2 separate regions of the Sus scrofa genome follow, and region 2 is linked to region 1. Evidence: chromatin contacts called from public HiChIP or PLAC-seq data. All regions are on one chromosome and are shown on one strand. The core of a region is the stretch at or near the end of the contact, and the rest is flanking DNA. Distances in the headings are between cores, read along the strand shown.

What was found. HiChIP or PLAC-seq counts read pairs in DNA pulled down with a chosen protein or histone mark.
Region 2: an H3K27ac HiChIP or PLAC-seq map of alveolar macrophages shows a contact between it and region 1. The contact joins two enhancer-like sites. A contact is called at or near these places in 1 of 47 Hi-C or Micro-C datasets (embryonic fibroblasts) and 1 of 2 datasets of contacts at active chromatin or transcription factors (alveolar macrophages).

What each region holds. Positions count from the first base shown.
Region 1 is chr13:25,027,043-25,029,742 of Sscrofa11.1, forward strand. No RefSeq gene overlaps it. Among named protein-coding and RNA genes, the nearest start is that of CTNNB1, 140 kb to the right of the region's middle. Within about 2 kb of position 1,294, at least 39 of the 83 cell types and tissues checked have an H3K27ac peak or open chromatin away from gene starts, as enhancers often do. A contact at or near this core is called in alveolar macrophages, where this site is marked.
Region 2 is chr13:25,817,646-25,820,345 of Sscrofa11.1, forward strand. The region is part of intron 1 of TRAK1 (trafficking kinesin-binding protein 1); the gene reads left to right. Among named protein-coding and RNA genes, the nearest start is that of TRAK1, 46 kb to the left of the region's middle. Within about 2 kb of position 1,411, at least 41 of the 83 cell types and tissues checked have an H3K27ac peak or open chromatin away from gene starts, as enhancers often do. A contact at or near this core is called in alveolar macrophages, where this site is marked.

The DNA of each region.
Region 1 (2,700 bases), core at 44-2,543:
CAAGGTGCACCTACAAGAGAATTCGCAACAGGAAGAGGTGCAGTGTGGCCAGAGGGTAGAAAGCCTCTTGCCACTTGGAGAAGTTGTCCAGTGGACCTGCTGTCACACTTTCACACCTCTGCATTCTTGTTGGACTGCATATTGTCATTCTTCCCCTACCCGAGGGCTGTTCCATGCACAGGATGAGAAGGGGGGCCTATAGGCACTGGTTCTCATCTCCACAGGTGGAGGGTGGTTCCTGGTGTCACCCCCTCACTTCCAGGCTATGCTTGGTGAGGGCTCCCATCTGCACAGCTGGCTCTGTGGCAGGGAAATGGGGAGATTTGCCTCATGTTGGAGCTGGACATCCTCACATGAGCCCACACTGAACTTCCAGCAGAGCTGCAGCCACAGTCATAGGTGGGCTGAGGAGATGTGTCACAGGGTGCCCAAAACATTGGCCACCAGCACTGGCCATCTGCATCTGCTGTCCCCCTGTGCCTGTGGGTGCACCGCTCACAAATGGGCCATCCCAAAAAGTGAGGGGTGAGTCCAGCCCAAAGGACACTGGTAGCTGCCTTTCTCAGGGCTCTTTAAGAAAGGGACCACCTTCCTCTATCCTCCTTCCCCCCACTACTTTTGTCTGCATCCCCCCTCTTACAGAGCACTCCCATGTGACTGAGAGGTGTTGCCAAGGTCAGCAGGCTCAGCTCTGCTGTATACAAGAGCATCCTAGGTGACCACCAAGAATGTGGCAGAGAAATCTCTGACCTCACCTAGGATGTCTCTCCTTCCCCCCTCACCCAATTTGTTCACACCTGGCCCTGGGTCAGGACAATCCTGGGGCTGAGCTCAGTGCCCCTGTGTGTCCCCAGCCAGCGAACGTTTCACATGTGTCACTGTGCATGCACTGGTCCATCACCGCCCCCACTCCCGTGTACCAGTGGCAGCTTGCTGAGCATCACCTTACATCTCATTTCTATGCCTAAGACCTAGTGTTGTGCCTGGGACACGTGGGTTTTCTGCAAACCCTTGTGGAGGGAAAGAGGGAAGGAGGAAAACTCCGTTGCTAGGAGATTAAAATGACTCACTTGTAGCACAGTTGCCAAAGATAAGTCATCTGACCCATGTGGGGAATTCCCAGAACTAACCATTTAAAGCAATTCTCAGCTGAAATCCATTGCAAAATACAGTCCTGAGTTAGGCACATACTTTTGCCTTTATTATTTTTTAAGAAAAAGATGCTCCAAGAGCCATTGTGACTCAGACCTCCAGGTGACTTGGCTGTGGTTTCCTATGAGTCAGGCCTACCAGACAGTCGAGGACAGAGGTGAACAGGAAACAGGCCGAGAAAAGTGAGAGAACAACAGAGAGAGTCAACACAGACGTCGAGGAGACTTCCGGCAGCTCTCTCAGGCCAAAGGGCACCCAGAGCCAGAACTCCAGACACTCACAGACGAGGAGGTGCAGCTGACACCGCTTCAGCTAGAAGCCTCCCCTCAGGCAGCCCTCCAGGAAGATGGGTTGTACAGGTCCTGGGGTGATGGCTGCTTCAAGTGTGCTGCTTCTCTTATTTATCTGTCTGGGTTAAGAGAAAAAAACAGAAGTGATACTTTCAGCATCTGCAGATTTTCCCTCCCCACTCTGTGCCCTGCATCCTTTCTCCCTACTCTGACACAGGAACAATCCTGATGTTCACCGAACATGAACCAGTTGATGTCCCTCTGTGAATGGAAAGAAAGAAAAAGAAGCATTGACTGCTTCTCCTTGAAAGTGCAGAAGCACAAAGACATAAGGCAACTTGGAACAGAAGAAGCTGTCCCAACCCTGTGTTCCTGCTGAGCCCCCAGCAGCCACCCGCTTATGTGACCGGCCCTCAGGATGTGTGCCATCTAACACAACCAAGCAAGCAGAAATATAAGAGACTCTAGTTATACAAATTGCCGAGCATAGTGCACAGGAAATAACGTATCACCTCTGTAATTCTCTTTACGGTGTACAAAGCACTTTCCCCACATGTCCCAGAGTCTAACAACAACCTTGAAATTATCTTTACTATTTACAGACGCAGAAACTGAGACCCAGGAGGTTAAGTGACATGTCCTAATTCACACAGCTATTATCAGGTGGATCCTGGCATTGAACTCATGCTGCCTGAGCCCAAGACAAGTGCTGTTCCCTGAATCCTGCAGCAAATTCCCAGAGCCTTCCTTACCTCTGTCTCTTGAGCAGAGGTGTTTATACCTCAATCTCAACATGCCAATGACAATAGCAGGTAATACGAAACCTGGAGCTGCATCTAAAAAGACAGTCTGGTTCTGATAATTCTGTTCAACATTTAGAAGAAAGAGAGTGAACATTTTAGGTGAATGCATAAAAGAAGCTAGAGAGAACTTTGAGGTAGTTGAGTACTGCATAAAGGTCATTGAACATACAGTGCTAAAATTGGGAGAAGAAAGTTCAGGAAGGAAGTTGAGGGTTCTGCCAGAGCTGGAAAGAAACCAGGACAAAAGATACAAGGATCTACAAGTGGAGGACCCAGCAGATACTACACACAAAACTCCAGGCACTGCACTGGGAACTCAGCCCCTTTCCTTACAGTTCTCCTGCAGAGGCCTGGGTACCATGAGGCCTTTCTAAGAATAAGATCATCACTCAGGGCTCTGGTGCCCCTGCACACACAGGATTGCTGTGGAGGAGAGGAGTTCCGACGTGCTCCAA
Region 2 (2,700 bases), core at 161-2,660, 790 kb after region 1:
ACGTGGAGGTTCCCAGGCTAGGGGTCTAATCGGAGCTGTAGCTGCTGGCCTACGCCAGGGCCACAGCAATGCTGGATCCGAGCTGTGTCTGCGACCTACACCACAGCTCACGGCAACACCAGATCGGTAACCCACTGAGTGAGGCCAGGGATTGAACCCACAACCTCATGGTTCCTAGTTGGATTCATTAACCGCTGAGCCATTACGGGAACTCCGACAATGGATTTTTAGATGTGGAACCATCCTTATGTACCTGGAATAGGTCCCATGGTGTCTGTACATGTGTGTGTGTGTTTTAATGTGGTAGCAGATGTTGTTGCTTATGTCACATTAAGTTTTTTTGTTGCTGTTCGTGAGATTAGGCTTTACTTTTTTTTTTTTTTGTGCTGTATTTATCTGTTTTAGGTGTCAGTATTATATTTACTTCATGAAAAGAAATGGACTTTTTTTTTTCCCCGTTTCCTATGCTCTAGAATAATTTAAGTGTAATTAGAATTATCTAGTCTTTGAAGGTCTAACAGAATTCTCCTATGAAATTCTGATTGTAATATAGTAGAATTTGTTGGAGAAAATTCTCATTATGTGAAGTTTAAGGATTTCTTAATAGAAAACTTTTTAAGTTGGGTTATATGTCACGATTATAAGTATAAACAATAAGCTAGTCAGAGCTTTATCTTAAATCAACCCCCCTTTCCAAAGAGTCTTTAATTGGAATTTTGCAAAATGACCCTGATATAAAAAAAGAGGACCTGCCTAGACTGGACTTATTCTGTATTAGTGGAAGCAAAACTATTCCAGAATGTTGCCCTTTTTTCTATATAACATGCTAATAGATAACACAAAGGGATAACCCAGGTGGATAAGACAAAGGGATGAGACCAACTGGGTACCAGATGCTAGGACTGTGGCAAATTGGAGGGCAACTGCTTTCTAGCTCCTGCCCAAGTATTATTTTTCAGTAATATCTTAGGAATGTGAGTCTGAAGTTGCCAGATCTCCAAATTTATCAAGAGGGGCTGAGAAATCCAGATTTTTTTTTAAATCTGAAAACTTAGGATTTTTAAGAATTGCCAGTAAGTTCAAAAATTAAAAAAAAAAAAAAAAACTGTTGGCAAAACATAACACAGTTGAAAAAATGTGACCCCATTAGTTCCCCTGAGGCCCTGTGGGTGGTGTAGTTTTGACGCTGTGGGCAAGCTGTCTTTGCTGGGTCTGCCAATCACCTTTCACTTGTGAATTGAAGTTGGGAGGTGTGTAAGACCCACCAAAGCAGTGGAGGGACATGGTTTTTCTGTGTTGGAAAGATGTTGGAGAGAGAAAGCGATGGCCCAGCTTTGCTAAATAAAGCTGCCTGTCTTGGTTCCTCTGAGCAAGGTCATCGACAGGAAGTGGTGCCTCTGCAGGGCCTCCCACTGTTGGCACCCTCGGGGTGGTGGCTGGCAGGGACCAGTGAGCGCCAGCCCTCTTTTGCTTGGGGATGACTAGGTCCCCCTGCCCCCCGCCATCCACTTCCTAGCTGGTGTGTTTCCTCCTTTCACTTCCTGTCCTGCTGTGGCCTTTGTGCCTCGTGCTTATCATGGCCCCTCACCCAAGGGAGATCCTGCCATCCCAGAAGTTCTGTGACTGAGGCCCAGCTGTCAGTATTGGCTCAGTGTGTACATGGCTGTTTTGACCAGTTCCCTAGTAACAGCCCCGCTAATGTCAGTCAGAAAGACTAATTAGGTGCTTTTTTTCTGGGGGAAAATATGCTTCCTTCATCCCCTTGGTGGCTCTATTCTCTGACCTCACTGCTTCCTGGGATATTCTTATCTAGAGACTTGGGGCTTCTGCTCTCAATACCACACATTCCTAATTATTTCTGCTACTTCACAATTAATTCCAAGGTCTGCTTTGGATTACTTACCGAAAGTGATGATAAAAATTGAACTAAGATTTCCCATTCCTTTCTCGTCTTTTCAAGATGCCTGCTTTACCGCTTTGTAGAGAATTTCTTCTTTGCCATCAAGCTGGGTTAAGTCTAGAATCTGACGACTTTGAATGTGGGCCGAGTGAAACCCACTTGCCTCTTGGGGGATTATTGAGAATTAGTAGAATCAGGAACGGGACCCTTTTTTTTTTTTTTTCCCACGCATGTGCCTGCAGTATGAATTGTTAGCTGAAGGAACTTTTACATGGTACAGTTTGTCTGGAGAATTAAGAATTTAAGGGCCTCATTTAATGATTATGGTAAAGCACATTTTATTGAAAAGAAAAATATTTGTAGCTAAGCCTCTGTGTCGAAGCTGAGATGTTTCTTCTCCCTTGATCCTACAGTGAAGTCAGTATACAGTGACAACGTCTGTTTCCATGGCTGCGGAATCTGTTTTCAAAAACACAAGGCCATGATTGCACTGATGGTCAGTGCTCATTGAGAAGGCGATATGGAAATGCAGCTTTCTTCAAAACACAATTTAAAACAAGAACTTCCGGTCCTTCTTTGATGCGTAGATGAGATCCCGCCTTTCAATTTTGTGGGTTAATTTCAGAGGCTGACTTCGAAATGATCTTTTGTCATTCAGGAAGCCCCTGAGATATTTCCTTCTCATGTCCTAATATAACAGATGGCTCAGTGGAAATCCATTGTTTTTCACAGACACTGCAGTTGTATAGTTGTGGTTAAGACAGGACCCTTGGCTTGGTTGTCTTGAGTAGGTTTGAGCA